Regions from separate parts of the Mus musculus genome. Here regions 1, 2, 3, 4, 5 and 7 are each linked to region 6. A link is a contact called in public ChIA-PET, HiChIP or PLAC-seq and promoter capture Hi-C data. All regions are on one chromosome and are shown on one strand. Each heading gives the region's core, a stretch centred on a gene start, on an enhancer-like site or on the middle of the called end of the contact. The rest is flanking DNA. Distances are from core to core; before and after follow the strand shown. Region 1 holds the start of Capn5 (calpain 5). Region 2 overlaps Uvrag (UV radiation resistance associated gene). Region 3 overlaps Uvrag (UV radiation resistance associated gene). Region 4 overlaps Uvrag (UV radiation resistance associated gene). Region 5 overlaps Uvrag (UV radiation resistance associated gene). Region 6 holds the start of Emsy (EMSY, BRCA2-interacting transcriptional repressor). Region 7 overlaps Uvrag (UV radiation resistance associated gene).

The links. Promoter capture Hi-C pulls out the DNA fragments that hold promoters and counts their contacts. ChIA-PET counts read pairs in DNA pulled down with a chosen protein or histone mark. HiChIP or PLAC-seq counts read pairs in DNA pulled down with a chosen protein or histone mark.
Region 1: a FOXA1 HiChIP or PLAC-seq map of pancreatic cancer cells shows a contact between it and region 6. The contact joins the promoter of Capn5 here to the promoter of Emsy in region 6. A contact is called at or near these places in 2 of 39 promoter capture datasets (the C10 cell line and embryonic stem cells) and 3 of 115 datasets of contacts at active chromatin or transcription factors (astrocytes, bone marrow-derived macrophages and pancreatic cancer cells).
Region 2: a contact with region 6 is called in an H3K4me3 HiChIP or PLAC-seq map of forebrain, with 5 times the contacts expected there. The contact joins the enhancer-like site here to the promoter of Emsy in region 6. A contact is called at or near these places in 7 of 39 promoter capture datasets (the 3T3-L1 cell line, the HPC-7 cell line, cranial neural crest and 4 more), 1 of 484 Hi-C or Micro-C datasets (embryonic stem cells), 8 of 115 datasets of contacts at active chromatin or transcription factors (bone marrow-derived macrophages, craniofacial prominence, embryonic brain and 5 more) and 1 of 9 other capture datasets (adipose tissue).
Region 3: a promoter capture Hi-C map of liver shows a contact between it and region 6, with 2.1 times the contacts expected there. The contact joins the enhancer-like site here to the promoter of Emsy in region 6. A contact is called at or near these places in 7 of 39 promoter capture datasets (the 3T3-L1 cell line, cranial neural crest, frontonasal cranial neural crest and 4 more), 1 of 484 Hi-C or Micro-C datasets (CD4 T cells), 1 of 115 datasets of contacts at active chromatin or transcription factors (pro-B cells) and 1 of 9 other capture datasets (embryonic stem cells).
Region 4: a contact with region 6 is called in an H3K27ac HiChIP or PLAC-seq map of the NIH/3T3 cell line, with 6 times the contacts expected there. The contact joins the enhancer-like site here to the promoter of Emsy in region 6. A contact is called at or near these places in 19 of 39 promoter capture datasets (the 3T3-L1 cell line, 3T3-L1-derived adipocytes, the C10 cell line and 12 more), 8 of 484 Hi-C or Micro-C datasets (CD4 T cells, the N1E-115 cell line, cardiomyocytes and 5 more), 25 of 115 datasets of contacts at active chromatin or transcription factors (the NIH/3T3 cell line, the SCID.adh cell line, astrocytes and 19 more) and 3 of 9 other capture datasets (adipose tissue, embryonic stem cells and macrophages).
Region 5: an H3K4me3 HiChIP or PLAC-seq map of neural tube shows a contact between it and region 6, with 5 times the contacts expected there. The contact joins the enhancer-like site here to the promoter of Emsy in region 6. A contact is called at or near these places in 17 of 39 promoter capture datasets (the 3T3-L1 cell line, 3T3-L1-derived adipocytes, the C10 cell line and 11 more), 4 of 484 Hi-C or Micro-C datasets (the N1E-115 cell line, nephron progenitors, palatal mesenchyme and 1 more), 20 of 115 datasets of contacts at active chromatin or transcription factors (astrocytes, bone marrow-derived macrophages, cardiomyocytes and 13 more) and 2 of 9 other capture datasets (adipose tissue and embryonic stem cells).
Region 7: a contact with region 6 is called in an RNA polymerase II ChIA-PET map of memory CD8 T cells, with 11 read pairs. The contact joins the enhancer-like site here to the promoter of Emsy in region 6. A contact is called at or near these places in 11 of 39 promoter capture datasets (the 3T3-L1 cell line, 3T3-L1-derived adipocytes, cranial neural crest and 7 more) and 4 of 115 datasets of contacts at active chromatin or transcription factors (T-cell acute lymphoblastic leukemia, embryonic stem cells, memory CD8 T cells and 1 more).

Annotation. Positions count from the first base shown.
Region 1 is chr7:98,176,312-98,180,385 of GRCm38.p6, forward strand. It overlaps Capn5 (calpain 5), which reads right to left and starts at 1,963. Exons shown (of 13, transcript NM_007602.4): 1 at 1,733-1,963. It overlaps Gm16938 (predicted gene, 16938), which reads left to right and starts at 883. Exons shown (of 3, transcript NR_045972.1): 1 at 883-1,177; 2 at 3,014-3,099.
Region 2 is chr7:99,043,750-99,047,977 of GRCm38.p6, forward strand. All of the region lies in intron 6 of Uvrag (UV radiation resistance associated gene), which reads right to left. Among named protein-coding and RNA genes, the nearest start is that of Uvrag, 95 kb to the right of the region's middle. Within about 2 kb of position 2,967, at least 30 of the 459 cell types and tissues checked have an H3K27ac peak or open chromatin away from gene starts, as enhancers often do. A contact at or near this core is called in forebrain, where this site is marked.
Region 3 is chr7:99,099,235-99,103,525 of GRCm38.p6, forward strand. Uvrag (UV radiation resistance associated gene) reads right to left here. Exons shown (of 15, transcript NM_178635.3): 4 at 78-239. Among named protein-coding and RNA genes, the nearest start is that of Uvrag, 40 kb to the right of the region's middle. Within about 2 kb of position 2,692, at least 124 of the 459 cell types and tissues checked have an H3K27ac peak or open chromatin away from gene starts, as enhancers often do. A contact at or near this core is called in liver and pro-B cells, where this site is marked.
Region 4 is chr7:99,083,495-99,087,840 of GRCm38.p6, forward strand. The region is part of intron 5 of Uvrag (UV radiation resistance associated gene); the gene reads right to left. Among named protein-coding and RNA genes, the nearest start is that of Uvrag, 55 kb to the right of the region's middle. Within about 2 kb of position 1,942, at least 91 of the 459 cell types and tissues checked have an H3K27ac peak or open chromatin away from gene starts, as enhancers often do. A contact at or near this core is called in the NIH/3T3 cell line, the SCID.adh cell line, astrocytes and 5 more, where this site is marked.
Region 5 is chr7:99,064,198-99,068,177 of GRCm38.p6, forward strand. It overlaps Uvrag (UV radiation resistance associated gene), which reads right to left. Exons shown (of 15, transcript NM_178635.3): 6 at 1,603-1,685. Among named protein-coding and RNA genes, the nearest start is that of Uvrag, 75 kb to the right of the region's middle. Within about 2 kb of position 1,939, at least 45 of the 459 cell types and tissues checked have an H3K27ac peak or open chromatin away from gene starts, as enhancers often do. A contact at or near this core is called in neural tube and pancreatic cancer cells, where this site is marked.
Region 6 is chr7:98,655,310-98,659,470 of GRCm38.p6, forward strand. It overlaps Emsy (EMSY, BRCA2-interacting transcriptional repressor), which reads right to left and starts at 1,260. Exons shown (of 20, transcript NM_172280.2): 1 at 1,165-1,260.
Region 7 is chr7:99,127,212-99,131,512 of GRCm38.p6, forward strand. The region is part of intron 1 of Uvrag (UV radiation resistance associated gene); the gene reads right to left. Among named protein-coding and RNA genes, the nearest start is that of Uvrag, 12 kb to the right of the region's middle. Within about 2 kb of position 1,965, at least 66 of the 459 cell types and tissues checked have an H3K27ac peak or open chromatin away from gene starts, as enhancers often do. A contact at or near this core is called in memory CD8 T cells and pre-B cells, where this site is marked.

The DNA.
Region 1 (4,074 bases), core at 713-3,212, 480 kb before region 6:
AGCATTCAGGGAAATTAGAGAAGAATAAGACAGAGACAGCAGAGGCTTCTGAGAAGCCCACAGATGTCCCACTGAAAGCCACAGGCTTCCTGCCACCAATGCCCAACTGCCACCTGTTTGGTACTGTTTCAGAGGCAGACATTGCTCTTACCCAGTAATGGGCCCGTGAAGCTTCCCCTAGACCTTCCACTCCTGTTCCGGGAGCCCCAGAGGGTTCTCTCCTGACTTGTCACACCTAGCCTGCAGTGGGTGCTGAGAACAGCCAGGAAGGGGGTGGGGCTCTCCCTACTGTAACCTCTATAGCAACCTCTTCCCCAGGGTAGCTAAAGATGGTCCTTGTCAGACACACCCACCGTCCAGACTGGCATTCAATGTCACACCCTGTGTTTGTCCGTGAGCTTTCCTAGCCTGACTGTTTCGTAGTTTGGACTCTACGGTCCTTTCTTCACCTTGTTGGACTTTTCCTAGTCCTTGTTCAGATGAACTCTCATCAGCTCCCAGGCAAGGATGGCCCCTCTGACTTGTGCTTGACTCTGCCTTCTCACCACGCCAGTCAGGAGCTCATCTGTTGGCCCTCCATCCTCTCAGTGGGAAGAGAAGCCTCTTAGGTTAGGCTCCACCCAGGCTTCAGCTCTGACCCAGCCTAGGGCAGTAGCAGCAGCTGGGCCCACCACACCCGACCCCCCCTGGTCTTCTTCACCTCCACCCAAAACACTAAGCCTGCAGCAAGGACCAGCAAGGATCCAGGGAGGCCTCAACCTCCCTTGCACAGCAGAGCTTCCCAGGAAGATCTCCCTGAACACTTAGCTGCCCTGGGCATTGGCTGAGTGTTCCACCCTCTGGCACAGAGGAGATCAAGGCTTGTGTCTTGGGATCCTGGGTGCCAGTTCTGGCTGGGTCACCTTAGAGAGAGGCTGCCTTCCCTTCTGCTGCTGGGGCTCATCTGTGTGAAGTCTGGGGCTGACTCTCACCACAGGAAAGACTGCCAGGGCAAATGAGCACCTGTTATTGCTCTTCAGCCCCACTCCACCCCTGGGCCCCCTTAGGGGGACCTTTCCTACACTCCCCACCCCCAATCCTGACAGCTGGAGATAGGATCAATCCTGAATTGTCTCCGAAAAAAGCCAGTTTCTGCCAGACCCGCCTTGCTCCCAGTGCCACACACCCAGCCCTGAAGGTAAGGAAGAGCCCCCCCCCCCACCCCCATTCAACTAGGGGATTGTGGCCAAGAAGGGGTGAAGGGTCATCTACCTGGGATCTTTGGTCTCATGGTCTCATGCCTACTCCAAACCATGGGATGTGGACATCTAGAAAGGTTAGAAGGTTTAATGGGTTGAGGAGCACAGGCGTGAGGACAGGAAAGGGGACCTGTAAGGAAGATTAGAGTCTAGCCCACCAGTGATAAGCACACCCCAGCACTTCTGCACTGGGAACGCGGCCTCAGAACACCCAGGTGGAGGTGAGGTTGATTTCTCACCCAGGGCTGCGGGTGGAGGTAGGGATGAGCTCAGGGGCCCCGGGCATATCTTTGGGGGGTGGGGTGGGGGTGGGGCTCCGCCTCCTAGGCCTGCAGGCCAGCGCTCAACTCCCAGCCCTGAATCCGCGGGATGTACAACCCCTGCTCGGATTCGTGCTCCCAAGGCACGCACTGGCCCGCGCTGCACCTGCACACACACCCAAACGCACACTAATGTGCGCTCGCACACGCCTCCCTCCGCGCAGCGCCTCCTACCTGCCGCGTCGCCGCAGCTGGAGCTGGACTCCCGGGATGCAGAGCACAGTGCGGGCACTGGAGCGGAGGCTAGACCAGCCCGCGCCACAGCCTGGGACTCTGCGGGGAGATGATACCCCGGCAGCCCGCAGGCGGGGGTTGGAACTTGGACCCCCGGGCTTCAGTCTGTCCCGCCCCTCCTCTCAGCCTCCTCCCATTGGAGGCCAGAGGCGTGGTCTCCCGGGGTGGGGCGGGGCGGGGAAAGGGAGGTTGTTGCGCATGCGAACTAGAGAGGCTGTGCCTCCCCCCCCCCACCCCCCTCCCTGAGGCCGCCCGATAGTGCTGGCTCGAAACTGAAAGGGTGGCCCTGACCCAACACTCCTTCAAACCCCACTCCAGTGCTGTCCGCGATAGGAGAGCATCCCGGGACGTTGGCTGCCTACCTCGCCATTGGCCTTGGAGGACCTGCGTGCCCCACTAAGTGCTGGCAGAGAATGTTGGCCGACTTGGGGTATGCATCTTAGCCGGGCTCAGACAGGGCCAAGGCAGGGCAGCTGAGAATGGGAAGACCCAATGAGATGAGAACCACTCCCTTTCCATTTGTATCCAAACACCCATTCCCAAGATTTTAGCTGGAGAAGAGGAATGTAGGCCCTGGTGAGGTGTCCAGAGGGCCCCAGTCAGTTAAGGGAAGCTGGCCCTATCCTGTCCAGACCTGTCCTGTCCTGGGCATTTATCTGCTCTGAGTGTAGACTAAAGCAGCAGGGCCCAGATTTTTGACCCTCTCTGACTGCCTTCAGAATGCCCTGGAATACACCAAGCCTTGGTTTCTTACTCTGTGAAGTGGAAACTGCAATCTCCTCAGGCCAGGCGGTTTGGGGGAATCCCAGGGAGATTTATAGATGACCAGGGCTGGCCAACAGTAGGCTGGGTCACTCTAAGGCCACAGAGACAAAGCTTGTCTGACCTGGTCATACTAGTCGCTCACAGGTCAGAAACTCAGGCCCACTCATCCCTCTAGTTTCCTGGTCTCTGTTAATGATTACCTCAACCTCAGTCATCCGGCCCTCTACCTCACCCCTGTCCCTGGCCACCTAAGTGTAGCTCCATCTGGTTACCTGACTGACCAAATAGTTTCCAACCATGTTGCTGTTCCCCCTACCCACCACCACCCACGCACAATGTTCCAAGACTACTAGGTTCCGCTCTCCATTTACCCTAGTCCTGGCCTATGGCCGCCGGCCTAGGGTTTTTACATTCTTTCCATCCCCACAGAAAAGCTCTTCTATTGCCTCCACACAGCCTCAGCGTGTCTCTGTCCAGAAGCCCTTGGTCCACAAAGCAGATCTGGATCAAGGGCTCACTCCACCAGTTACCGAGAAAGTTCTATATCCTTTAATGGTCTCAGTTTCCTTGTCTGTAAAATGGGCTTTCTAGGAGAAGCACATGGTGATTGTGGAGACAAAAAATGTCAAAAAGGTTCAGTCAAAGTCCTCAAGCAAGGTAGCAAGTAGCATTACCTCTGTCAGGGCACCTCTCAAATCTTCCGAGATAGAGCAGGGGTCATGTCTGGGAAAGTGTGTTCTTCAGCCCACAAAGCCATGGTATCCAGAGAATGCTCTGACTCTCTTCTATAGCTCTGAGTATGGAGCCAGGAGAGGGTACTATGTGTTGGTTTCATTCGTGGGCTCTGCCTTGACTCCTTAGCTGTGTGGCCTTGGACATGAGACCTGTACTGCAGAACTCAAAGCAGCACCCACACTGCAGTCGTGGGGTCTCATTGGCTTAACTCCTGGGAAGTCCTTATGGGGCCCTCTAGCTGTTACTGTCCTCTAGCCCAGCCTGCTCATTGTATAAAGATACAGTGTCTCCAGCAGCAGAGACACATACCCTGCATCATGATGTTTAGGCCCAGGTGCCTTAGAACCGGGCTTGGACTGGGAGGCCTGTCTCAGAGCCCATCTCTGGCAGCGTCCACCTTCCTGACAGATGAGGGAAGAAACCTAGAGAGACAGCGACCTGTCGAGGGCATCTGGACTTGATGGAGGAGCAGAGGCTCTGATCCTTGGGGAGCAGAAGATCAAGGCATGCCAGGAAGAGCTGGGCTGCCTACCTAACAAGGCTTTCTGGGGGGCGGATGATGCATCTTTGCCAATGTGTTGGCCTCAGGACCCTGCCAATTGGTTTTTATAAGCTTAGTCATCTAATGGTGCCATTAACGAGCCTGATGGCTAGGTGTTTTTCCATTAAATTCTCACAGTTATTAGCCCCACTTAGTCAATGGCAGACCTGAACCTCAGGGAGATGCCCCAGGTCACAAAATTAGTAAACAGCAGAACCGGGATCCAGACCTACCGAACTAT
Region 2 (4,228 bases), core at 1,717-4,216, 390 kb after region 6:
AACATAAACGTGTGCTGAAACCAGTGGGAGGAACTTCGATGGGAAATCATCTAAGTCAAAAGGGTTAACTTCACTGAGGAAAAGGATGACAGCCATCACCCTGATCAAATCTTCCCATGCAAGAATGTCCATATTGTGACAAACTGAAATGGGCATTAGTCAAGACTGAACAAATTATATAAATATTAGGACTTAAGTAAGAATGCTTACCATCTTCATGAGGAAACATCAGACAAAACAAAATGACAGGCATTATAAAATGACTGCCAAGAGAAGACTGAGGAACTGCCTCAGACTGAGAGGAGGAGGAAAGAGGACAGCTACCGAGTGGTACGGGATGGAATCCTTTTGGTATGAAGGACACGGAAACAGATGGAGACTCTTGAGACTTGACGTGATGGATGGATTGGGTGTTGCTGAGGTGTGAATGGGAACTGACTGATTTCCAGGGCTGCACCGCAGTTATCTAGGCAAACGCTTGTGTTTGCAGACGCTTTACTGATGCCCCTGGTACAGCTGGGAGGGCCCTTCTAATTTACTTTCAATGGCAACAGGGGGAGAGCACTTGTTACTATTTCTGCAACGCTCCCATAAATTTGGAAATATTTCATAGGAAAAGAAATATAAAATGCTCAAGAAACGAAGGCAAGAAATACATACCGAATCTCAACCCCAATCTCCCCAAACAACACAGCCATCGACAGCTAGTCTGCTCACTGCAAGCCATCAACAGCTAGTCTGTTCACTGCAGGCCATCGACAGCTAGTCTGTTTACTGCAGGCAACACACCCGTCAACAGCTAGTCTGCTCACTGAAGGCAACTTCAGCCAGTGGCATCACTGAGCAGGGCGACATATTTCACAAGATCAGCTTCCTCCCAGAGATAATTCACTCAGTAACTAACTTATTGAGAATGAGTTTTCAATGCCAGCTTTATCACTAAACTGTAATATTTAAGTCACTGGGGATGTGGAGACTAGATCAGCAGGATTGGTTTGGTTTGGTTTGGTTTGGTTTGGTTTGGTTTGGTTTGGTTTGGTTTGGTTTTTCAAGACAGGGTTTCTCTGTGTAGCCCTGGCTGTCCTGGAACTCACTCTATAGACCAGGCTGGCCTTGAACTCAGAAATCTGCCTGCCTCTGCCTCCCAAGTGCTGGGATCAAAGGTGTGCGCCACCACTGCCCGATTAGCAGGATTTGTAGGACACAGAAGAGACAAGAGTTTCTGAACCTGGCCTGTACGTTCTCTCTGTCAGTGGAAGAAAATGTACGGTTGCAGATAGCTTAACTCTAGCTTTAGGGCTATTGTTTGGCAGTTTATATAAAGGAGGCACCATTCTATTTCAATTTTCAAGCAAAACGTTAAATGTTGCTCACACACAAATGGCTGGAATTCACGTATCCAACCCAGAGAAACATTCTTTGTCCTTTATAACTAAGCAAATGAATTAAAATATAGCCAAAAGAAATCTATTCAGGCGTTCGGGAGATGGCTCAGTGTTTAAGAGGACGTACTGTTCTTGCTGAACTGGAGATTGCTTCCCAGCTCCAACGCTGGGCAGCGTACAAGCACCTGTGACTCCAGCACAGAGGGCCCAATGTCTCTGGCCTGTGTGGGTACCTACACGGATGTAGTGTAAATACCTAACACACATGCACACACAAATTCATAATTACATTTTTAAATCTTTTAAACAGTCTCTCCGTTGTCCCAGTCACTGGGCTGTGGCATTGTGGAGGCTGCTTGGGGTCAGGCCATCAGCATTGACAGTCATACGATGAAGGGAGTCCCCCGTGGCTCCATTCTCAGTCCGTGCACAGACAGACAATAGTTGATAGCAATACTATCAAATATAAAGTTATTTCTAAGCTTCATTATGTAAAGATGTGACTAGTATTAAGACAGAAGAAAAGGAAGAGGCCCCGTGGGAGGAATGTCCTGAATTCCTCATTCCTCATGAGCCAAAGCCAAGAGCGCGCTATCTAAAAACTCATTTATCAAATAACAGAAACAAAGAAGTTGGTGTCAAGTTTTACAGATAACCACCAGAAGTCAAAACAGAGAGAGTTCCAGGTGGCAGCTATCCCTAATGGGTGAAAATGGGCAAGGTTGGGGAGGGCAGAACGGGAGTCTCAACTTTTAATTCTAGGGTCTGATTTGTTAATGGCATGCCATTTGTCCACTTTAATTTTTAAGTGTGTGGCAGGAGGGGAGTTCTCGTGGTCGCCATGGGGCCTCCTCTCACTGTTTCTAGAAAAGCAAGCACGGAGCGAGAATGTGATGCACAGTGCCTGTGGGCTCAGCTACCTCGAAGGCCCTGGCTAGGGTCTCTGAAGGTAAGCAACCCAGCACTTCCTGGAGTCTCCCCTGCACAGGAGTTAGCACGGACGCAATAAACCCCTGCTTACGGGGTGACCAATCTATGCAGGATGTGAACAAAACTGCTCATACCAACTTTTACTTGAAAAGCAGTATCAAAAAAAAAAAAAAAAGGAAAAATTATAAAACAAACCTCAACTTCTCTTTATTTGTGCCACAACAAAAATACCTCACCAAAATAATTCATTTGGAAAAGAAGCTTTTTGATGAAAACCCATAAAAAGTCACAGAAAACCAGTGCCTTCCCCACTTGCTTCCTATCAGAGACTTTGCCATCTCCTCCGAGGCTGAGCTGCAGATGCAGGCATGTGTGTTGCAATGAAGGGGGCTGGGGGCGCACACTGTGCCTCTGGTGGGGGCGTACACCATGCTGTGCCCGGGCATCTTTGAGACTAGTGAGTTTACTTATGTGTAAACGATGTTTCAAGTCTATTCAAATGACTTCACAAAGTAATTCCACATGACAACTTCTTTCTACCATCAAAATCTACTTACATTAAAAGGAAAACTGTGGCTTAAAACAAGCACTGAGAAGCCATGGTTTCCAAGGATACGGGATGGCTTCGTGTTGAAGCTTCAAAACTGGCATGCCTGACTCAGTGCCAGTGAGTCAATGTGCTCTGAAAGAAATTATACAAGTCCTGTTTTCTGTGTTCTCTACATAAACAGTTCCACAGCGGCAGTTTATAACACGGAGGATCGGTCAGTAAGACATTCACTTTTAGCCTTGGAAACACTGTCTGACGTTGGCAATTGCACCCACTGCAAGGTTCAGCTCTGAAGCCTGAAGACGTATTAGGATCATATGGCTCTTTGATCAAATCTACAAAAAAACCCAAACGGAGCTGCAGCACAGTGCAAGAAAATGAAAGAAAGCCTCACCAAGCACAGGGTCTGTGCATCCCATCAGAAAGAGCAGGCAACAGTGGGGAGACCTCACACTGGGGGCGGAGACAAGAAAATGCCACGCAAGCCTGAATAAGCCATTAAAACTCCCTGAGCCTTCCTGAGCCATACACCTAACAAACAGAGTTGCTGAAGGGGCTAAAGGGGACGCTAAAGCACACACAGCATAAGCTTTATACACAACAACTCAAAACGGCAAACATCTATGGCCTCAGCTGACTGACAACCTCAGGCAAGAAATCACTTGAGTCTAGGAGACAGGCAAAAGAGTGAGACCTGGTTTAAAAGCAGGAGAACCACAAATAAACATTATCAAAGGAACTAATGCAACCAGGCCTAGTGATGCTTGTCTTTCATCCCAGCACCCCAGAAGCAAAGGCAGGCAGATCCCTGTGAGTTCAAGGCCAGCCTGGTCTACACAGCCAAGGCTATATAGAGAAACCCTGGATTGTGTTGTTTTCTGCTTTGTTTTTGTTTTTTTTTTAAGAAAAAATTCGGGGTATTAAAGCTAAATGGTCAGCACATAGCAGGCTTGTAAAATACAAAAAGGTACAAAGAATGAAGTGAGATCTGTGGAGGCTTCACAGAGCAAGGGTATGCGGTCCACGTCTGGAAGAGAGTCTTTTTAAGAAGTCAGGCACGTGTGCCTGGTTCTTGCTATTTCACGGGTGCTGTCTCCTGCTCTTGGTCCTGCTTGATGAGATCCAGTTGTGTTTTGTTACCACCTACTGTATGCCGAGGATAACTGACTCCAGTGCTTACTAGCTGAGTATCGACTGGATCAGAGAGTAGTTAACTGGAGAATTCTATCCTACCTATGACCGTTAAGCTTGACTTCCAGCTTTACTGAAGTAGACTTTCCTAGACTATTAGCAAACCATATCTCTGGTGTATCTGTGAACACAGTCCCAGAAGAAATTCACTACAAGAGAGAAGAGCCACCCT
Region 3 (4,291 bases), core at 1,442-3,941, 450 kb after region 6:
GTAGGAAGGAGCATCAGTAGAGAGAGGCAGGTTAATTTGTAGAGTACAACCCCTTAAAATGTCACTCTGAAAATTACCTGCTGTCCCAAGTACTTCAGCCCATCCAGGTAGACTTTCCACTCTATCAACAGCTGAAAGGCCTCTTCCTTTCCACCCCAAATCTTCACCACAAAGCAGGACACAGATGTATCCAGACGATCCGGCATTATTCCAAAGTCAAGACTCCTCCACGTCGGATTCTGTTGATGAAAATTAAAACATACTTTAGGAAGACTCTTAACTTCTTCACAAGAATTCCCATTAGACGGTAGGTCATTTTGTTTTCAATCTAAAAGAGAGGCTGATGAGGTGGCTCCGTGGATGAGGACAGAGGCTGATGAGGTGGCTCCGTGGATGAGGGCACTGGATGCTCTTCTAGAGGGCCCAAGTTTCATCACCAGCACTCACACGTCAGCTCCCAACTGCCTCTACCTCCAGTTCCAAGAGACCTGATGCCCTCTGTGGCCTCTGCAATCACCAGACACACAAGTCATATGCAGTCACACATGCAGGCAAAACACCCACATACTTAAAAAGCTAAAATAAAAAAAGAAAGACCAGAGCAGGCAGGGTGGCTCAGTGGGTAAGAACATTTGCCACCAAGCCTGACAACCTGAGCTCAATCGCCAGAACCACGTGAGCCAACTCCTGCAAGCTGTCCTCTGACCTCCTCATGCACCTGGCATGCTCAGACGCCCAGCTCCTTGACATACACAAAATAAACCCTTTCTTAGAAGACAAGGGGTATCACAGGCAGAAGTGGGGGGATGATGACACCCTGGGATTGGTCTGCTTATTAGAGGCACAGACGCTGACCCTCACTGACAGGGCTTCATACAACACTTTCATTCATGCATTCAAGAAAATACATGATGATTAAAAGCAAGCACAGATTAACACGTGAACGCAACTGGTCATCATGCAGAGAATAAGAACACATGCTGTGCTCGGCTCTAACTGGGACAGCCGCACAGCATCCCCACCTCCAAGGCTCAGGGTTATAAAGGGTGAAGGGGTGGAGAGGTTTCTGGACAGCTGCAGTCAAACAGTATCTGCCAAGCACGTCAGAAGCACTGCGTACAAGCACTCGCTGTGGCTGCGACTGCATGCACAGGACTTCACACCAGCAAGCTCTGGAGTGGGGTAGGGGTGGGGGCGCTCATTACACTTCACCCCAAGCTGAGGAGTTAGGCAGCTGGGAATTGATAGCTGCTGGGGTTGGAAGAATTCGTTTTCTTCAGGCATAGAGAAGGAACTAGAGGAGAAGGGAAGGGATGGGAGGTGATAAACCACACTACACGCATGCATAATATGCACAAACAATGGGCGGGGCAATAGCATATAGGCAATGCCCCCAAAGGACTGACATTTAAAACTGGAGATGTAGCCCGACAGCAGAGTGACTGCCTGGCAAGTGCAAGGCCCTGGGTACCATCCCCAGTACAAACAGGAACGATTACACTGGAACAGTGCAAAGTCCAGTGACAGAGTCATGCTAAAGGTTACGCAGCAGCACAGAACAAACAATAAACTCTAAGAAGCAGGGAGGATGCCCGAGAGCACGGAGCTTGGCTTCGAAAGCACAAATAGAATTTCAGCAGATTAAACTTGGGAATGCCAGGCAAAGGGAATGTATTACAAGCACTCAGAGGTGTGAGGCAACAAAGGAAGGCTTGCAGGCAGTACACCTGCAGCTGCTGTGTGAGGTGCCCAATACCCCAACACCCCCCCATCACCTGGCTTCCCCACCCCTCTCACCCTCAGTATCACCCTGCTTAAGCTCATGAAGTCTTGCCAGGTAATGGGGTTTCAGTCTTTATAGCTGAAGACCCTGAGACAGTGGACTGTGGGATGTGGGATTCAGGCATGTAGCCTAGTCATGCCCTTTCTACTGCACACTGCCCTCTCCTCTCTTCAGAGGAAGTTAAATGACTCTCCCTGTCATTCCACCCATGTGGGCTGGGCTGACCCATGCTCATTCACCCATCCTAACCCACATTTCTAATGGTAACCTCTCTGCAGAGCTCAGTGGTCAGCCAGTGATTGCTGAGACACTGTGCTCAAATACCTCAAACCAGTTATCCCTGCCAACGGGTTGGTAAAATGCAAACAAGACACAATTAAGAGAACGGACATGAAGCAAATGTTAAAACTAGTACAAGATTACAGTGACCTTCACAGATCAGCCAGGCAGGAACTGGTCCTCGGCTCATCTACAACTTGAGAATCCTGTAGGAGAGTTCTGGACTAACTCTAGCTCTGGAGCCTGAGATTAGGCTCCCCTCTGTTTGTCCGTCCCCCTTCCCCTCTGCTCTCCACTGTACCCCCCTAATCCTCTCTGCTCCCTTTATACCCCTGCTCCCCTCTGCTCCCTCGTATTCCCCTCTGCTCCCCCTCCTCCCCTCTGCTCCCCTCTGCTCCCCCTCCTCCCCTCTGCTCCCCCTCCTCCCCTCTGCTCCCCCTGCTTCCCCCGCTCCCCCTCCTCCCCTCTTTTCCCCCCTGCTCCCCCCTGCTCTCCTCTGCTTCCCCCAGTCTTCCTCTGAGCATTGTACTCGGTGTAGTTTAATGAGGAAATGAGGAAGGAACAGCACAAATGAGGAAGGAACGTGTGACAGGCAACATTAGTTTATCTATTCTAGAAATGCCAGGAAAAACAAGGACCTTTGAACCTGTCAACCTAACTCAAGTTTTGAATGAGGAAGCGGCGGCCTCTGGGGACTCCCTAGTTACCTAGTCACTGACCATGTCTGCCTCGCCTGCCAACTGTCAGGGTCTCCTGCAGACCCTTTGTAAGGCTGCAGGGCCTTCCTGACACTCTTCCCCGACTAGTTCCCTGGGAACACAGCAAGGATATTTGCTAAATAAACAACAACAATGGCACATTATATTCCAGGTACTGTACTAAAGAAGTTCTAATCAGCTTAAGGTAAAAAAATCTTACAGTGGAAAGCAGAAGTTAAGATTCCTTTGAAAATGGTGCCGCCTTTCTGTCTGACGTACATCATGTTTTCTAAATGGCCATTTAAAAACAGGCTGGTGTAACTATCACTAGAAAAGAAGAGCACTCTGAGCTGTGAGGCCCTAAGGCCCATTCAGTTAGCATTCCTCCTAGGCTCCGCCCAGCAGTTACCTGGCAATAGCCAGGTAGGCCGGGCTTTCGATAAAAGGGGCTGTTTGGCCCCTCCTTAAGCTCTCTGTCCCTTCTCTCTCAGACTCTCTTCTCTCCCTCCTGATCTGTTTCTCTTTCTCTCCCCTCCCCCCTCTCTCTATGTATTCCTCCCTCCCTTCTCCTGTCCCTTCCCCCCTCCCTCTGTGTCTTTCTCTGCCACTACTCCCTTCTCAATCCTCCTTCCCATGCCCCCAAATAAACTCTAGACCTCAGGGGGAAGGGGTGCCTCAGCATGGGCAGGCTCACCTCACCATACCCTGCTCTACAAAACAGATCCTGGCTCGTTTTATAGAACACAACACATCCGCTCCAGGGAAACTCCAAGTCCCTGACTCTCTCTCCCAGCACCTCACAGCACCAGGCTTCCCTTGTCTCCTCCCCACCCCACAGGCAGAGGCTTCTCCAGTGCATTTAACTTAAGACCTACAGGCCCCTATTAGCAATGTGTGTACACACTTTGCCTTAATTTTAGAACTCCAGAGCCTGTGTGACTGCTTCTTCAGAGGACTCATGCGTGGGAGACAGTAAGAACCTGTCTGTCACACATGGGGTCATAGTTGGAGCTGGCAGTCAAAACTTACAGTTGACTCCAAAGGCAGGAAGTGGTAGAAAACTTGCTTTAAAAACAAAATCATGTCTTATATATCCTGGGCTAGCCTCAAACTCCCTGTGCAGCCAAGGACGACTTTGAACTTCTGAACCTCCTAAGTTCTAGGACTGCAGGCAAGCACCACCATGACCAGTTTTATACTGCACCAGAGACCAGCCTCAGAGGAAAGCAGCGTCTGCATCTCCAGCCCTAGGTAACTGTCCCCAGGACACGGGCTACACAAGGGACCATTCCAGGTAAGAGCTATGGGTGTGGCTTTGTGCTGCAGCCACTGAAAAACCAGCTTGGTATAATAACTAATGTTCTTCATAATAACCTGGAGTTCTTGAGAAGTTAAATAATTCTCCCTTATGAAAAGAAGGGAAGGAAGAGAGGAAGAGAGACGTGCTGAACAGTCACGCAGACTGGAGTTCAGACTCCCTGTAACAAGCAGGGTGGCCTACGGATGCCTCTGACTCCAGCTCCAAGGGATC
Region 4 (4,346 bases), core at 692-3,191, 430 kb after region 6:
CAGAAGAGGGCATCAGCTCTCATTATGGATGGTTGTAAGCCACCATGTGGTTGCTGGGATTTGAACTCAGGATCTTTGGAAGAGTAGTCAGTGCTCTTAACCGCTGAGCCATCTCACCAGGCCCATTTATTTTAATCTAGATTTTTTATTAAAGATGTATTTCTGTATATGAGTGCTCTATTTGCATGTATGCCTGCATGACAGAAGAGGGCATCAGATACCATTATAGATGGCAGTAAGCCAACATGTGATTGCTGGAATTAAACTCAGGACCTCTGGAAGAGCAGCCAATACTCTAAACTGCTGAGCCATCTCTCCAACCCAGAGACAGTCTTTTCTTTTTTTTTTTTAAGATTTATTATATGTAAGGACACTGTAGCTGTCTTCAGACACACCAGAAGAGGGTATCAGATCTCATTATGGATAGTTGTGAGTCACCATGTGGTTGCTGGGATTTGAACTCGGGACCTTTAGCAGTCAGTGCTCTTAACCGCTGAGCCACCTCACCAGCCCCCAGAGACAGTCTTAATATATTCACCAATAGTCACAAAGAACCACGCTTTTTGTTGCTGAGGAAATGTACCGGTGGTTAAAAGCAATCACTCGGCACTGCTCTTGCTGAAGACCAGAGTTCAGTGTCCAGCACCTCCAGCATGCAGCTCACACCACCTGCAACTCTGGCTCCAGGGAGCCATGGCACAGCCACTCTCTGCAGGCTCCTGCATTGGCACATACATACATATTCTCTGTAGGGACCTGTACATGTACATACACACACACACACACACACACACAGCCTCTGTAGGCACCTGTAACCATACACACAGACACAAGAGCACAAGTAATACAGATAAGTCTTTTCAGATAATGCTTTTAAGTGTCAGCTGATATTGCAAGAGTTCTGTTGAAAGTTGCTAAAGAATTCTAAACTGACAAAGCTAATTAACTGGAGGACTACGGAATAAAATGTAGCACACATAACAAGCACATACTTGATAAACATTTCCTAACCATCTGGGTCTGAATCCCGGCTCTGGCTATTTGTCTGCTGTGCAATCTTAGGAAAATTACTAAATCTCTCTGTACCAGTTTCTTTTCTATAGACAAACAACTGTGGAGTTAAAACACAGTAAAGATGGAAAGTGTTTGCTACCTGGTAGTAAATTAGGTACTCACTAAATATTAGTTATTAAGCGCTCACTAAATATTAGTTATTGCTACTACTGTTAGGGTTAACTATTCATTCCACGTTCCCAAGCTTCCACAAAGGAAAAAAAAATTCCCAGACCCCATCTTGAAAGACCCTCTCAAATCCCTCTGGGCTGTAGCTTTCTCCTCCTCAGCAGCTCTAGGTGGCTTATCCATGAGCTCTGAAGGCTGGGCATGCGTGGCTCAGCTCCTCCCAGATGCTACATCATGAGGAACTGTCTATGCCAACACACAACACTGCTTGGCTTGGAGGACTAGGCTTTGTCTATAATGGGACGACTTCATTTCCATTTGCTCTGTTATTTTGGAGGGAAGAGGATCAGGTCAAGAGGAAATGCACACAAGCCTTTTTAGTCATGGCGAGCTTTTAGTCAAAGTTAAACAATGTTTGCCAGTCAGTTTTATCTGTTCTCAAGCCACCTTCTGAACTCCATTTTCCTGTCACCCATCTTGTCTGAACTTGTTCAAAACTTGTTCAAAACTTTCTACTTGTTCACAAGTAGACAGAGAAGCCGGGTACTGGTGCTTACACCAACGGTCACCAACTGTGAGTCTCTAGCCGTGGGGTTCTTGGGGTTTTAACTACAATGGCGGGCAGACATTGGCTCTGAATGCTACCATTGCCTCTGACTGCAAGACTCTACCAGATGTAGAGTCAGGGACCGGCTGCAGAGTGAGTCACCCTCCCTCCCACACCAGGACAGCCAGCCTTGGCAATGGCAAACAGCCCAGCAATGGCAGCCTCACAAGTCTCTGACTTAATCCCAAATGTTTTTACTAAGTAAATACCATGTCCCAAGCATTGTGGCAGGGAGTTTGGGGAGGGTGGGTGAGGGAAGGTCAGCATTGCTCATGTCAGTCTGACCCCACAAAGCCTACAGAGGGAAGAAGGGCAGGCCACTGGACAGAGCAGTGCATCTGGCAGAGGAGATCTGGAAGATGTTCAAGGACTCCAGGAACTCAGAAGATGAAGCTGGGACACAAAGGGAAGACTTCCGGAGTTGGATGTTCTAAAGACACCACCTAGCATAAATCCACTTGCTAAAGTACACAACGCAATTTTTCTGTTCTTGGTTTACTTGACCACTGCATCTCCTTAAAAAACAAAGCAACAGGACCAGCCAAGCCCACAGTTTACCGAGATGGGAGAGAAGAAAGCAGAGACGCTGGGCCCCAGACCCAGCAGCACGTGCTCTACTGCTTCTTGGTCACACCACTGCCTGCTTCTTCTCCAGCCTGGGCTACTCAGTCCTTCTCTACTGAACAGCATGTTGCCAGCCTGTGTCTCACATGACTTCAGAGGCTTTGTCATCGCCCCATGTTTATAGTTCATTTCTCTCCAGGTTCAGGAATTCAGATGGCTACTTGTCGTCAACACAGGGGTTTAAAGACACTGCACATGCCTGTGGCCATCTTACCTCAGGATCTGTGCTCTTCCTCCCTGCCCACCCCGCCTTGTCGCTAAGCTTCCTGTGGCTATCATCTTTCATCTATCCAGTTACTTTAAACCAGAAATCCAAAATCACCCTTGACATCTCTTTTTTCCTTTTATCTCAAATGCAAACCACAACAAATCCTAGTGATTTTCTCTCCTAAAACCCCAACTCTGTCGCCTTCCTAGCTGGGTGTGTGGCTCAGTGGTAAAGAGCTTGCCTAGCACGTGCCTGGGCCTGGATGTCATCTGTCTTCCCTACCCTGCTATGGTCCATGCCAAACTGTCATCTCTTGTCCATGGCACTGCAAGGTCCTTCTCACTGTCTCTCCACAGTCACTCTTGCTCTTTAAAATAAGCCAGAGCTAAACTATTACATAAATCTGGTTAGAGCACACGCCTCTGTCCTGTGGATAAAATCTCGAAACTCCCCATGGGCTGGCCTGGGGCTACTCTCACCTCCCTTCTGTCCCTCAGACTCACCTTGTGCCCTTTCTACTCTGTGGCCTTTCAAGCTCAGCCTCCTCCCCTGGAAAGCTCTCTCCATTCAGCGCCCACACCTTTCACATACTGTCTTCTATTCAGAACCTGGATTACAACGTTAGCAACCAAATCCCTCCTCTGGGGACCAGGACAGGCCATCCTCCTGTCTTAGCCAAACAGCTGGAAGGGAGGGGTGTGTCTGCCCCCAGCCCTCCTTCACCACTGTGCTCAGCACTGAACACAGGAGCCAACCCTGGGCAGGCACTCAGGAATGACAGACAGGGCATCCGAGTGTGACATCCTCACAGCAGAGATTATGAGCAACAATTTCTGAGCAAAAGCAATGTGAAGAGTTTACAAAAGGCTGGGGGAGGACTGTTTTGGTTTGGTTGGTTGGTTGGTTTGGTTTTTGGTAAAAGTTGTCAGAGTGGGGGAAGCAGCCTTGGGCACATAACTAACATCTCAGCTCAGCCGCTCTCTAGACCCTATGGAGTGCATCCTCCCAGTCAGTTCCTGCCTGTACTGTGAGATGGAGAACAAAGCCACCACCACAGTGGTTTGTGGTGAGTGTAAACAGGAGGCAGATGCTGAGTCCCCGCCACAAGGATGCTGCTCACAGAAGCTCCCGGCTAAGAACAAACGGGGCTCTGCCTCGCCTTCCTCTCATCACCTTTAGATGCAGAGACAGCAATGGCTACGAAACAGCTTCAGTTTCAGTTCCTTTCTTTCTCTCTTTTGAGGCTGGATCTCACTGTATACATCAGGCTGATCTGGAACTCTCTATGTAGACCAGGCTAGCCTCAAACTCACAAGGATACACCTGCCTCTGCTTCCCACTTGCTGGGATTAATAGCATATGCGACTATGTCCAGCACAATTTGGGTTTCTTAGGCTTACTGAGAATGATAAACACAACTGAACATTTCCATTAAACTCTTCCATTTAGACAAAAGTCACCTTGCCTATTTTGGGGGGAGGGCAGGACTGAAGATTGAACCTGGGCTTCCAGCACGGTGGTAAAGCCCCACTGCTGAGCAACACACCCAGCCTCTTTTCATTCTGAGACAGGGCCTAACTCAGCTTCCTAGGCTGGCCTTGAACTCACTCTGAACCTGGGCAGTATCTGACCTTTAGTCCTCCTGCTACACACAGCCTTCTAAGTGGCTAGGACTGCAAGCCTATGCCACCATGCCCAGCTCACCACTCTCTTAATCCCCCAGGA
Region 5 (3,980 bases), core at 689-3,188, 410 kb after region 6:
ACGGTTAAATGAACTGGAGTAAACAGGACAAGTGGAGGTACTGGGGACTGAACTCTGCACCTCACACATGGCAGGTAAGTGCTTTTCCACTGAGCTATCCCTGCAGCCCCACTCCTGCATTTCCTATGGTATCCCATCTCTTACCTCCTATCCTCCTGAACAGCTTAGAGCTTTCTGCACCCTTTAACATACCCTCTTTTCTCGGTTGACTATCCCAAGTGCCTCCCTTTTCTCTAAGTTGGGGATTTTTCTTTTAGCGCTATTGTTTTCTCCCATAAGATTGCACAATCTCATACTTAGAAAATACCTTTTTAAAAAATGTTCTCTTAAATCAAGGTCAAGAAATGTAGCAGTTTATTTGCATTTGAACTATTTCTGCACACTCTATTCTTCACTTTCTACGTCCCCAATTCAACAGACTCAAAAGAATGTTCATACAATTAGTAAACCCTATCTGTTTACACATCCCAAGCAGTCAAACTGAAGACACCTCTCAGACACAGGTCAAAGGTCATCAAACATATGTGGCAGCTTTCGGGTTGTTATCCCATAAGAATAATTTTCACAAGTCTCGTAACCAAACTCTATGTCATCAAATATAAGATTCAAGGCTCACAAAGGAAAGGCCACTTGTATAATGTTTAGCAGATAACCATTCTTCATGAATCCTTCTGGATTCTTCCACTAGAAAATCTATAGAGGAGATGTAAGGCCCTAAAATTTATGATGTGCTAAGTAAACATTAGAAAAACGATAACCAAATCAAATGTCCACTAGCAATCTGAGCCGAACAAAGGCTGAGTGTTGCGCTGACTATACTGGGAAATGTCCCCTGGGAAGTGTCCCTGATCACCTACCACATGAAAAACTGAAGCTAGATTTTTTTTTTTTAAGTTGGTGTGTATCTTGAAAGCACCAATTTTTTTATTTTTTATTTTTTTTTTTCATTTTTTTTTATTAGGTATTTAGCTCATTTACATTTCCAATGCTATACCAAAAGTCCCCCTTACCCACCCACCCCCACTCCCCTACCCACCCACTCCCCCCCTTTGGCCCTGGCGTTCCCCTGTACCGGGGCACACAAAGTCTGCGTGAAGCTAGATTTTTAAGTCTTTCAAACTTAGTCCCAAGCATTTCATACAGACACGCATCCATACAGAGAGCAGAGGCAATTAAACCTCTGAGCCTTGGATCTCTGCAAAGCTCCCCTGGCCCTGGCCCTCGGGCCCTCTTAAGGTGCCGAGCAAGCTAAAAGCCTAGGCCACGCCTAGGGCTGTGGGTGGGCTCTCCTGGGGAAGCATCCTTGGTAAGTTCCAGTGATGTCCGTGCTCTGCAGACCAGCAAGAGCCTCGCACTCTGCTTTCGGATCTGCAGTCTGCAGCTGTTCTTTCCCACTACCCAGTGAGAGGAAATGGCTTTTCAAAGCCTCTGTCAGGGAGATAAACTTAAATCACTGAACAACAGGATTTATGGAGCCTTCACTAAACAATGCTAAGCCTGAGCGAGCACTGGCCTCTCCAGCCCGACATCCCTCACACCTCAGCACCACAGAGCCACAGCCAGAGATCATTCAAATCCAGGAGCCCCTAGGGAGGTTCTTACCGCAGCAAAGAGAAGACATCGTAAGAATTGCGAACACAGTTCTGGTCCACCTGAAGGAGGTTCTTCTGTGCGTTTGGATGACCCTGAAAGGCAATGGTGAAGAAAGTAAACAGACAGACACAAAATCTGTGCCAGACCAACCATGCCTGCCTTTCTCAGGATATGACTCATCAAAGACCTGGGTCCACTTTAGAGACCCAAAAAGCATAATCTCTGTGGGAGCCTCATCAAATCTCTCAGACAAGTGGATTTAAAACTCAATTCCTTCTCCCTGTTCCCACAGAAACAAACAGTTGTGGTCGAGGGCTGTGGTTAGCTTCCCAGGGACGGTTCAGAGTCCTTCAGTACATTATGTGACTGCAGAGGGTGGGCCACTCTTCCCAGGAGGCTGGCTCCCAACACCATGCTGTCTCTGGATGCCAAGTCCCACTTGGGAATATAAGAAACAAGTGTTCCCACCTACACAAGCACCAACATAACACAGTGACATAGGAACAAGTTACTTAAGAAAGGCAGTGTAAATTGTAGTTAATAAAAAGACTGGGCATTGGGGCTATAGCCATTGATAGGGTGTCTGCACAGCATGTGTAAAGCCCAGATTCCATTAGCAGCACTTGGAAAAACGAGAGGTGGCGGTACATGCATAATCCTGTCACTCAGGGGGTGGAGCCAGGAGGGTCAGAAGTGCAAGGTCATCCTTAGCTACATAGTGAGCCAGCCTGAGCTACCTGGGGCCCTGAAAAAGACTCTGGACTCAGACTTTCATGATCCTTTCAAACCCTTAATGTCCCAGGTCTGTGACTGTCACCTATACCTTCTTAGTCAATTGCTTTCCCTGTCTGTAACATAGAAATGACAGTTGTGCCTACCTCATAAATGTTATAGGAAAAGTTAGTATTCATAAAACAAGCCATGCAAACACTAAGTCTCTGCTAGGACCAAAACACAGACTTTTTAATTAATAATAAACACTGGCACGGATGTGAGAAAAGGAGTGTGAGTTAGCACAGTCACTGTGGAATTCCATGTGGAAGTTTCTGGAAAAGGTAAAAATTTCTAGGAATTCATGAGCTACCAAAAATGACTCAAGAAGAAACAGAAAACCAAAACAGACTTTTCATGCATAAAGAGGTAATCATAAGACTACTGAGAGAACTAAATATAAAGGCATAAAAGTGTGGAGGCAGGCAGAGACTTGACTAGTCAATCCTATAATTATTTAATGATAATATACCAATATACCAATGCAGCTCAAAGTCTTAAGAGGAGAAAGGAGGGGACCAAAGGGACTTTCTAAGTCACTATATGAGATCAATACTACTCTTAGAACAAAGCCAAATGAAGCATAAGAAAACCTCATACTATTATACTTTATAAATACACACACTGAAATCTTCCATAAAATATTAGCAAAACTAATCTAGCAGCATATTGAAAGGATGGTTCCATGCACTCTGGCAAGTGTTTCTGGATACATCCCCAAAAGAAAGCAAGGATCTGAATCTAAGATTTGTGTATCTGCAGGCATAGTAGCCTTATTCACGACTGCCAATAGGTGGAAATAACCCAAGAGTCCACAGACAGAGGAAACAACAAACAAAATGTGGGCTATTCATACACTTAGCTTTGAAAGAGAAAAAAAAAAATCTAGTACATGATCCAACCTAAGTTCTAGCCAGAACAATTAGGCAGGAAATACAAAGTACACCCAAATTGGACCAAAATAAAATGGAAAACATCTTATGTTCTGGATACTGTCAAGGCAGCAATAATATCCGAGGCCATTCACAGATTCAACACCTCTCCATCAAAATCCTATCTGTCTTTCCTACAGAAAGGGAAAAGCCAATTTTCAATCCCCATAAACGCAGAGGAGGCTGAGAGATGACAAAGAAGACTTACATTGTCTGACTTCAAAACGTACGGGGAGGCAACAGCAATCCAAACAAGATGGTCAGAGCCAGAGGAGGACCAAAGAAAGGAAGGAAGGAAACAGATGAGGGTGTAGAAATTAAACCCAAGTATCTATGATCAACCAACACAACCTATCAACAGCAGGGTGCCAGGGCTAGGCAAGGGAGAAATAAGCTCGTCATAGAACGTCATGACTGCTGGCCACATGCCCAGCAGCACTGGTGCTAGAGAAACTCGGAGGGAACAACAGTGAAGAGTTACTTCATTTACAAGAGGTCAGCTGTAACAGAATAGTATTAACAGCCTACGCCAACAAAATGCAGAAGAACGAGCATCCTTACAGATCAGTGTTGTTGCCACCAAGGAGGATACCTTAGTTAGGGTTTTACTGCTGTGAATAGACACCATGACCAAGGCAACTCTCATAAGGACAACAGTTAATTGGGGCTGGCTTACAGGTTCAG
Region 6 (4,161 bases), core at 10-2,509:
TTAATAATAAGTTAGGAGATAAAATAAGCAAACGGTGGAGCATGTCATTTGGATAAATGAAACTCAATAACTCTTTTCTCAAGTTTTGGCAGTAAAAAAAGAGTCATTTCGACCAGTTACCAAAAGTTTAAAAGCCTAGAATTTCGCACTGTGAATTCCTTGGTCAAACAAAACTACACTACAGGTTGAGAACTCAGTAGATCTTCCTTAACATCTGTTAAACTGATAAATGGATGGTCAGCAGCAGAGTAGAATGAATGAATGAGCCAGCCTAAGAGTCAAACACTAAACCGATATGACTCTTCAACTGCGTTCCAGGCTCTGGGTTGCTAACTCCAACTCTTGGCCTCAAGTGGAGCCCCCTTCCCCCTACTTCCCATAGTCCTCTGAGCTCAGAACCAACTCTGAGCGAGCCAAACTGGATGGCGCGCCCCAGCTGGCAGGATGACATAAAGAAAGGGGGTGGAGAGGAGGAAGGGGCAGAGCCAAAGGAATCCGCTCGCTCCCCAAGCCAGTCCCCGCCTCCCGGTAGAATCTCGGAGGCGGCCGGCGACCGCCCGAATCGGGTACCACGTCACGGCATCCCAAAGCATCCCCTCCAGGGAAACGCACGGCGGGGCCGCACAGCAAAGGAAAGCCGGGCAGCAGAAGCCGGAGCGTGCTCCCGGCACCGGGGTCGCACCGACTCCGTCCCCCGCTCAAGTGTCAGCAGGCAGCCCGCCCCGCCCCCTCTCTAAACACGCACTCGCTCACAGCACCACAACAAGAGCAGCCCGCCCGGCTCCTCGCCCGCGCGGCTCCGAGCGGGTTCCAATGTCAAGCCCGCGCCCCCGCGGCCAGCAGCCAGTCTTGGGAACCCTGGCCAGCGTCCGCGCCTCGCGCACTCCTCAGCGGAGACGACAACGGAGAAAAAGCGGGGGCACGGACAGACAGTCAGACAACCCGGAGTCGCCTCGGGGCTCCTAGACCTCGACCTCCGGCGTCCCATCACCAGGCATGCCGGAGTCGCCCTCAGTCCACTTGAGGGAGCCCCGCGATCCCGTTAGGAAACAACGGAGGATGGGGCTGACCGACCCAAGCCGGGCTCCCCGTGCCTGGCCAAGCGCTCCCCTACCCTGGATAGCCTGCCAGCTTTTCCCAGGACCCTGCCTGAGAGACACCCACCTGCCCGGCCTTTCGGGGCTCATCTAAAAGGCTCCTCCGCCAAGACTAGGGGACACCAGGAATTAGGTTTGTTTGCGGTGCCTCAGAAGGGGCAAGATGGCGACAGATACCAGAGCGCAGGCGCAGGCGCGCGCGGCTCGCCGGGAGGTGTAGTTCGCCTTTCCCGCCTTTTGAGAAACGAGCACTCAAAAGCCTCCATTCTTCCTGTCCCTTTTCCTCTGCCTTTTGAAAGGAAAGGGCGGACAACGCGGGTCCTAGTGGGAGTTGTAGTCCGAGTCCAACCTCGCTCCTCTTTCTCTTGCTGCTTGCTGGTCACATGCGCAAGGAAGTCTGGGAGTGTAGTTCCTTTCGGCTTCTACATTACCCTCCAGTCTCCAGCTTCGCGCGCCTATCCTCCGGTCTTTCCCAGCCAATCAGCTGCTCTTTCGGCTGTACGTGTGGCGTCACACGTAGCGGTCAAGATGGCGTCTGTAATTGGAGCTGAGCTTCGACCTTTTCACTCTAGCGAGGGTTGGGATGAAAAGAACACAGCTTGGTCCCTGATGCCCAGTTGAGGATTAAGATCTGGTTCCGTAGACGCTTGGGAGTAGTCATCAGCGTCTTCCAGCCACCCAAACGACAACTCAAGAAAGGTTATCCACTACGGAGAGAGAAGACCTCACAGTGGCCCGTACACCTTTCTCGGTGTTAGGAGTTGCAAGTGGAGGAAAGGAATCCGAGCGGTCTCAGCTTGGAGTTACGCCATGTACGAAGTAGGAGAGGTAGTGATATCTCGTGCAAAATCTGACAAAGGGAAGAAGGGACTTACTTGAGGCACTACGACATGGTAGGTTCACCATCAGCCTTTGTTCTTAACCACACAATGTTGTGGAGGCCTTGTGCCCCTATTTTACAGATCGATAGGGACCCAATATATTGTTTCTCTGATCCAAGAACTCAAAGTTAATTTCTAGTATTATAAATCCCATCGAATTTTGTTGTGTCCTCCCTCTAAATAAAGAACTCTGGTAGCATCGGATGCAATGAAAGTGCAAATCTTGAGGAATTGTTAGTGTGCATCCTTCTGTTAGCAGATTCCCGTGAAAACTAGGGTAACCACTGGGAGGACATCTAGCTCAATGGCAGATTGCTTGTCAAGTATGTGCAAGACCTGGAGACCTGAATCGGATTCCTAGCACTAAGGGATGTTAGGATGGACACACGAGAAAAACTACCCTGTGGGAATATTAAGATACACAACGTGAATGAAAGTTCTTTTCCTAGTTCATTATGAATTACATTTATAATCTCAGCACTGTAGAAGTGGAAGAAGATGAGGAATGCAGGGTCAGACTGGACTGCAAGAGACACCGAGACCAAAACAAGAAAAAAGAAGAAGTTTTTAAGTAAATTGTGAACCACTGCATATGAGTCTACTCCTGCTCCTGAATGGAGCTGTAGGTTAGTCAGAAATAAAAAGGACCATTTCCTATACAGCTCTCCTGGCCTTCTTATTGCACCCTATTTTGAGGTCAGTTTCTTAAGAATACCTTGCAAGGTAGTAAATTAAGTCTTCTCGAGACAGGAATCAAAGGTGTACACCACCACCACCTCACTGGTAAATTAAGTTTTAATAGGAGGTTTTGTAATTTAACAGACATTCTATGATTTGACTCTTGCAGCATCTCCGTGAGACAGGCGTAATTAAGCTTCACCACTCTATAAATGGGAAAGCACAGTTGTTCAGGAACTGGTGAACTGAGAGGGTTCACATAGTAGAGCCCTGTCTCTAAAGAGCTGGAGAAATGGCTCAGTGCTTAAGAGCACTGGCCTCTCTTCCAGAGAAGCTGGGTTCTATTCCCAGCACCCATATGGCTCACAACCATTAATTCAGTTACAGGAGTACCTTAGGCACTGGACACATGTAGTATACAGATATCCACGCAGGCAAAATACCCAGACACCGAAAGTAAATCTTTTAAGACAACAAAAACTTTTACAGTAAGTCAAAAATAAGTGACAGATTATTAGAGTTGACCCTCCATCTCTTACATAATAGGTCCTTGGTACGGGTTAAAAAGCATCCCTAAGGTCCCACATAAGTAGATTGATAAAACAAGAATTTAAGTTTTGGCAGCCTGGGGTTGACGAGAAGGTTCAACAAGTGTTGTGTGTCTGTCTTGCAAGCCTGATGACCTGAATTCAATCCTCCAGTGATAGTGGGAGAACTGGCTTCACAGAAGTTTCCTCTGATCTCCAACGTACACACACACACACACACACACAATGAGAAAACTCTACCTGTTATATATAGGCAGCTTGGTCCTAGAGTCTACCTTCAGCCAGTAGTACCTCTCAAGATTTAATGTTAGCAGGAACACATGAAGGTAGGTCCTGGTAAAATGCAAGTTTTGAATTTCGTAGTTTGGGGATAGGGCCAGATCCTGTTTCTAAGAAGCTCCCAAGTCTCAATGCTGCTGACACTACATACCACTTTACACCTTCCCTTTCTCTTAGCCGTTTTCTTTTTAAAGAATTTATTTATTTATTATATGTAAGTGGACCTTTGGAAGAGCAGTCAGCGCTCTTAACCACTGAGCCATCTTGCCAGCCCTCTCCTAGCCATTTTCATTACTTGGTTTTTGTTTGTTGTTGTTTGGAGTCAAGGTCTTACCATGTATCCTAGGCAAGCCTCAAACTTGAGACCCTCCTGAGGATTACAGGTATGAACCAAAATCCCTACTGTCCTCTCTTAAGCATCAGACTCAAAACTACAGCTCTCCCTTACATCGCATAAAACTTACCTAGCCCTACCAGTCCCATGTCTATTTCCACACTTTTTTTTTAAACAAGTAATTTATACTTTTTTTTTTCCTTTCCCCCCTTCCCTTCTCCCTCTTGCTCCAGCCCTGCTTGCTCCAACCCATAGGCTGTTTTATGTTTGTTTGTTTGTTTGTTTGTTTGTTTTAATTTGTTTCTCATTACGAATGGTTATGAGCCACCATGTGGTTGCTGGGA
Region 7 (4,301 bases), core at 715-3,214, 470 kb after region 6:
GGCTCTCTGTGAGTTCTAAGCCAGACTAGTATACAGATAAGAGTTCCAGGGAAGCCAGGCTAAACAGAGAAACCTTGTCTTGTGGGGAAAGAAAAGTGAAGAGGGCAATAAATCTCTTTGTTAAATTATTTATTGTTATTTTACATGCATTGATGTTTTGCCTGCATGTGTGTCTGTGTGAGGGTTGTCAGATCTTAGAGTTAACAGTTGTGAGCTGCCCTGGAGGACTGGGAATTGAACCCACATCCTCCAGAAGAGCAGCCAGTGCTCTTAACTGCTGAGCCATTGTGGGTTAGAATGGTGTCCCGCGGCTGTTCCACCACAGGGCCACTCATGGAGGCGGGATTGGACACAGGAAGTCTGACTGCAAGCACCCCAGGCTGCCAGGCTGGCTTCGGGAAGCTGCAGGACCCCGCTCCAGGAGTTGGGAAGCATAGTCAGAGTTCCCCGCTGAACTGCTGGAGTTCGGCTTGGATTCTAGGGTACCACAGACACCGCAAGAGCTGGCTCTGGGGTCCCCAGCCTGCACAGAGACCAGGGACGGCAGGTTCTCACTCTTGGGCACCACAGGTGCCGCTGAATGCCTTGGAAGAGCTGAGAACAGAGTGGGTGCCTGAGGGCGGGCACTAGCCCTGGCCAGAGGGAAAAGGGCAGGAGAGCGCTCCAGCTGGTTCCCACAGAGGAGAGTCCTTAGTTTGCTTGGCTTAATGGGAAACAAGTCTGAGAGCACAAGGATATTAGATGTGCCGTCCAATAAGAAGAGGCAGTCCATGGTTTAAAGGTGTTTATTGTCATGGCTGAAAGGGGAGCTAAGAGGGTAGTAGAGGCTGAGAAAGTAGAGAAGAAGAGGCCGGCCATGGCCACGTGGAGAGAGGGGGGAAGGGAATGCAGGGAGGAAGGGAATGCAGAGAGAGGGGGAACAAGAGGGCAAGAGAGAAGCAAGAGGGAAACAGGAGTAAGAGAGGGAGGAGGGGGCCAGCAGCCCCTTTCATAGTGGGCCAGGCCTACCTGGCTGTTGCTAGGTAACTGTGGGCGTGGAGTCCAGACAGAATACCAGGAGCTTGGGGCGGTGCCCTACCTGACTAATGGCCACAGAATTAAGGAGCTGGGCCCTCATGTCAGGAGCCTGGTGTCTGGGAGCATGACAAACTTCCTTCCATACCTTGCAGAGTTATCTGCTGGGTCTCCGGGGTTTAACCCTAGCTCACCCAGAAAACAAGCTGCTTTTCAAGGTCCCAAAAGCCATCTCTCTCCAGCCCCCTTGCAATAAATCTTTAAATGGAGACATATGTAACAGCCATTCCCTGTAGAAGTGCAACACAGTGAAAGCTCAGGTTACAGTAACCCTGAACTTGAGGGATGCTCTATACACGCTAGTGAGCAACCACTGGCTGTGTCCCTTCCTGCAGAGTGTAGACATGTCCATCCGTGCACCTATGTGGCTTGTTGGAGAATAAAGCAATGGGTGTGAAGGCCCTGCAGAAACAGTGAGGAACTTTATGAAAATAAGCTGATAGACAGATGGGGGCGGGGCTGTTAGGGGCGGGGCTGTCAGGGAAGTACATGGCTGACTGAAGGAAAGAGACAGGCTAGAACTCAGCTATCTTCATATTGATGAGAAAAGAGAAGGAAAACAGACCTCAGACCCAAAACAGTCAATGACTAGAATTCCAGAACTGCAGACCAGAGAGGCCTCTGAAAGTCATCTAAGCCAGGGGACCCTGCACCACCAGCGAATGTGTTCCTCATGCAGACCCTAGGTCCTAGCACAGCAATGACCTACTCAAGTAGATCCCTTATTCTTTGTCACCGGGTACTTCAAATGCATGTTTTCGATGGAAGCAGAGATCTACAGCATCCAGACTTATTTTTTAATGAGAAAGCCCGAATCAAAGCAGGGAGTACTCACTTCACACTGTTAGTAAGAAGCAAAAGTGAAACTGGGCCTGATCTCCCAGATGGGTGCACCAAGCTTGCCCCTGAGACACCCGGCTTCAAAACCTGTGAGGCCTCTTGGCCTTTTGGGTCTCATGTATTCTACCCAGTTACAACAGCCAGCAGTGTCCATCCACTGTCTTCCGAGCATGGCAGGCATACACGGTTCCGCCTGTGTTATCAACTTCCGATTCTGAAAACTAAAGTTCAGGTCCTACTATCAAGCTCTAGACAACTCCTTAGGAAGATTCGAGGCACTGAGATGCATTTAGCATGGACATGCTGATCCCAGGCAGAGACTACCGTAAGCCAGAACTTGGTATTTCTAAGGCAGAACTTTGACTTCTCCTTACTCCGGCTGCATCCTTTCTTAGAAATTTAACCCATGCTCCTTTACGTAGCGAGGTCCTCTTGTTCCGCTCATTCTAAGCTTCATAAACAAGCACAGGGCCCCAAACCTCCAGCAATCACAAATCTTCTCCTTGCATACCATATCGTAATAAACCAGATCATTTTATTATCTCCTAACTACTTGTGATTTGCTAGCAACACCTCTGAATACCATTACTGCAAAAGGAACTCAAAAAGTTCCAAGAACTGGGATCATAAGTGTGCACCACCATGCCCAGCAACAGGAGGGGTTTTGGGTTGTTTGGTCTCTCTCTCCCTCTCTTCCTCCTTCCTTCTCTCTCTCTCTCTCTCTCTCTTCTTCTCTTCCTCCTTCCTCTTCTCTCTCTCTCTCTCTCTCTCCCTCTCTCTCTCCCTCTCTCTCTCTCTCTGCTGGAACTGAACCCACTGGCTTCATGCAAGCTAGGTAAGGGATTTACCACTGAGCCACACCATCCCTAGCCTTGACACTTTTAAAAGGCAAAGCCTGTGTTCTTTGTTTATAAATTGACTAAACCTGGATGGCAGCTGGATCCTGAACTGAAGGGAACCAGAGACCAGGTCTAGAACATTCCCAAAGGCCTGTGTGTTAATGGCTTGGTCCCTGGGATAGCACCACTGGGAAGTGTGACAAACTTCAGGAGCTCAGATTTAGCAGAGTCTTTAGGGCATGCACCCTTAAAGGGATGTTGGGGTTCCCCAGTCAGGAGGGACAGCTTTGAGCTGCTGTGCTCACAGAGTCCAGGCTGTTTCACCATAAGGGCAAGCAATGAGGTCATGGATTGAAGCCTCCTAACTCCAAATTTCCAAAAGCCCACCCTTTTCATAATTGATTCTTCTTTTCTTCTTTCTTCATTGTAACAGAAAGCTAATACCAGAGATGTTCTGAAAAGGACATGTGGTCAGCTAGCTAAATTGGAATGTGAGCCACGGAAAGTGAGCGGCAAAGGGCACACAATCAACTAACTAAATTGGAATATAAGCCGCAGAGAGCTTCTGCACAAACGGACAAGGCATGATTAGAGAGCAGGAGCTTCCTACCTGAATGGGGAGGAGGACTGGAGGCTGGAGGAGGACTGGAGGCTGGAGGAGGCAGAGAGGACTGTTTACTCAAGCCTGCCTGAGTTAACAGAATTACTGTGAATCCTGAGCAACAGACGCAGGACATCGTGAGCTGAGCATAATGGGGCCACAGAGAGGGTGGGATACCCAGCAGGTTACACAAGCCCAGACCCTTCCCCACACCTTACCATGGGACTTCTAGTGCTGTGTGCTGTAAGTAAGCTGGTTTGCTGATTTCCAGGAGCTATTGCTGCAAATAACTGAACTGTGGGCGAGGGGCATGGGAGCTCCCTGCTCACATCTGAAGTATAGGTAGCCTAAGAGTTGCAACAGCAGTCTGAAGCAAAAGTTTTATAAGGATCAACCTTCAACTTCCAAGATCTAAGACTAACTCCAGGTAAACAGCTGCAGAACTGAACCAAGGAGCCAGGCAAACCATCAACTGTGAGAGAATGGGTCAGTAGGACAGAGGGGTAAAAACCCCTCAGCCGGATCTCAGTCTTAGAACCAGTCGAGCAGTAACACCTGGGAAGGATGGCAAAGGCCGGTTACCCCTGCACGAAGGTGACTGACACATGAGGGCTGATAGGAATTTGAGGCCACGCTAAACTACATGGCGAGTTCCAGACCAGCATGGGCTGAGATCCTATCTAAAAACTAAACAAACCAAGAGCCTGGGTGGTGGTACAGACCTCTTTAATCCAGTGCTCAGGAGGCAGAGGCAGGCAGATCTTTCAGAGTTCGAAGCCAGCCTGAGCTACAGCAAGAGTTCCAGGGCACAGAGAAACTTTGCCACAAAAAACAAAAAAACAAAACAAAAAAAAAAAGAGCAAAAGAGGGGGAAAAAGAAGGACAAGATGGTTGTTTCCACAAAGGCTGACAACCCGAGGCCACTCCAGGGCCTACATGGCCGAAGA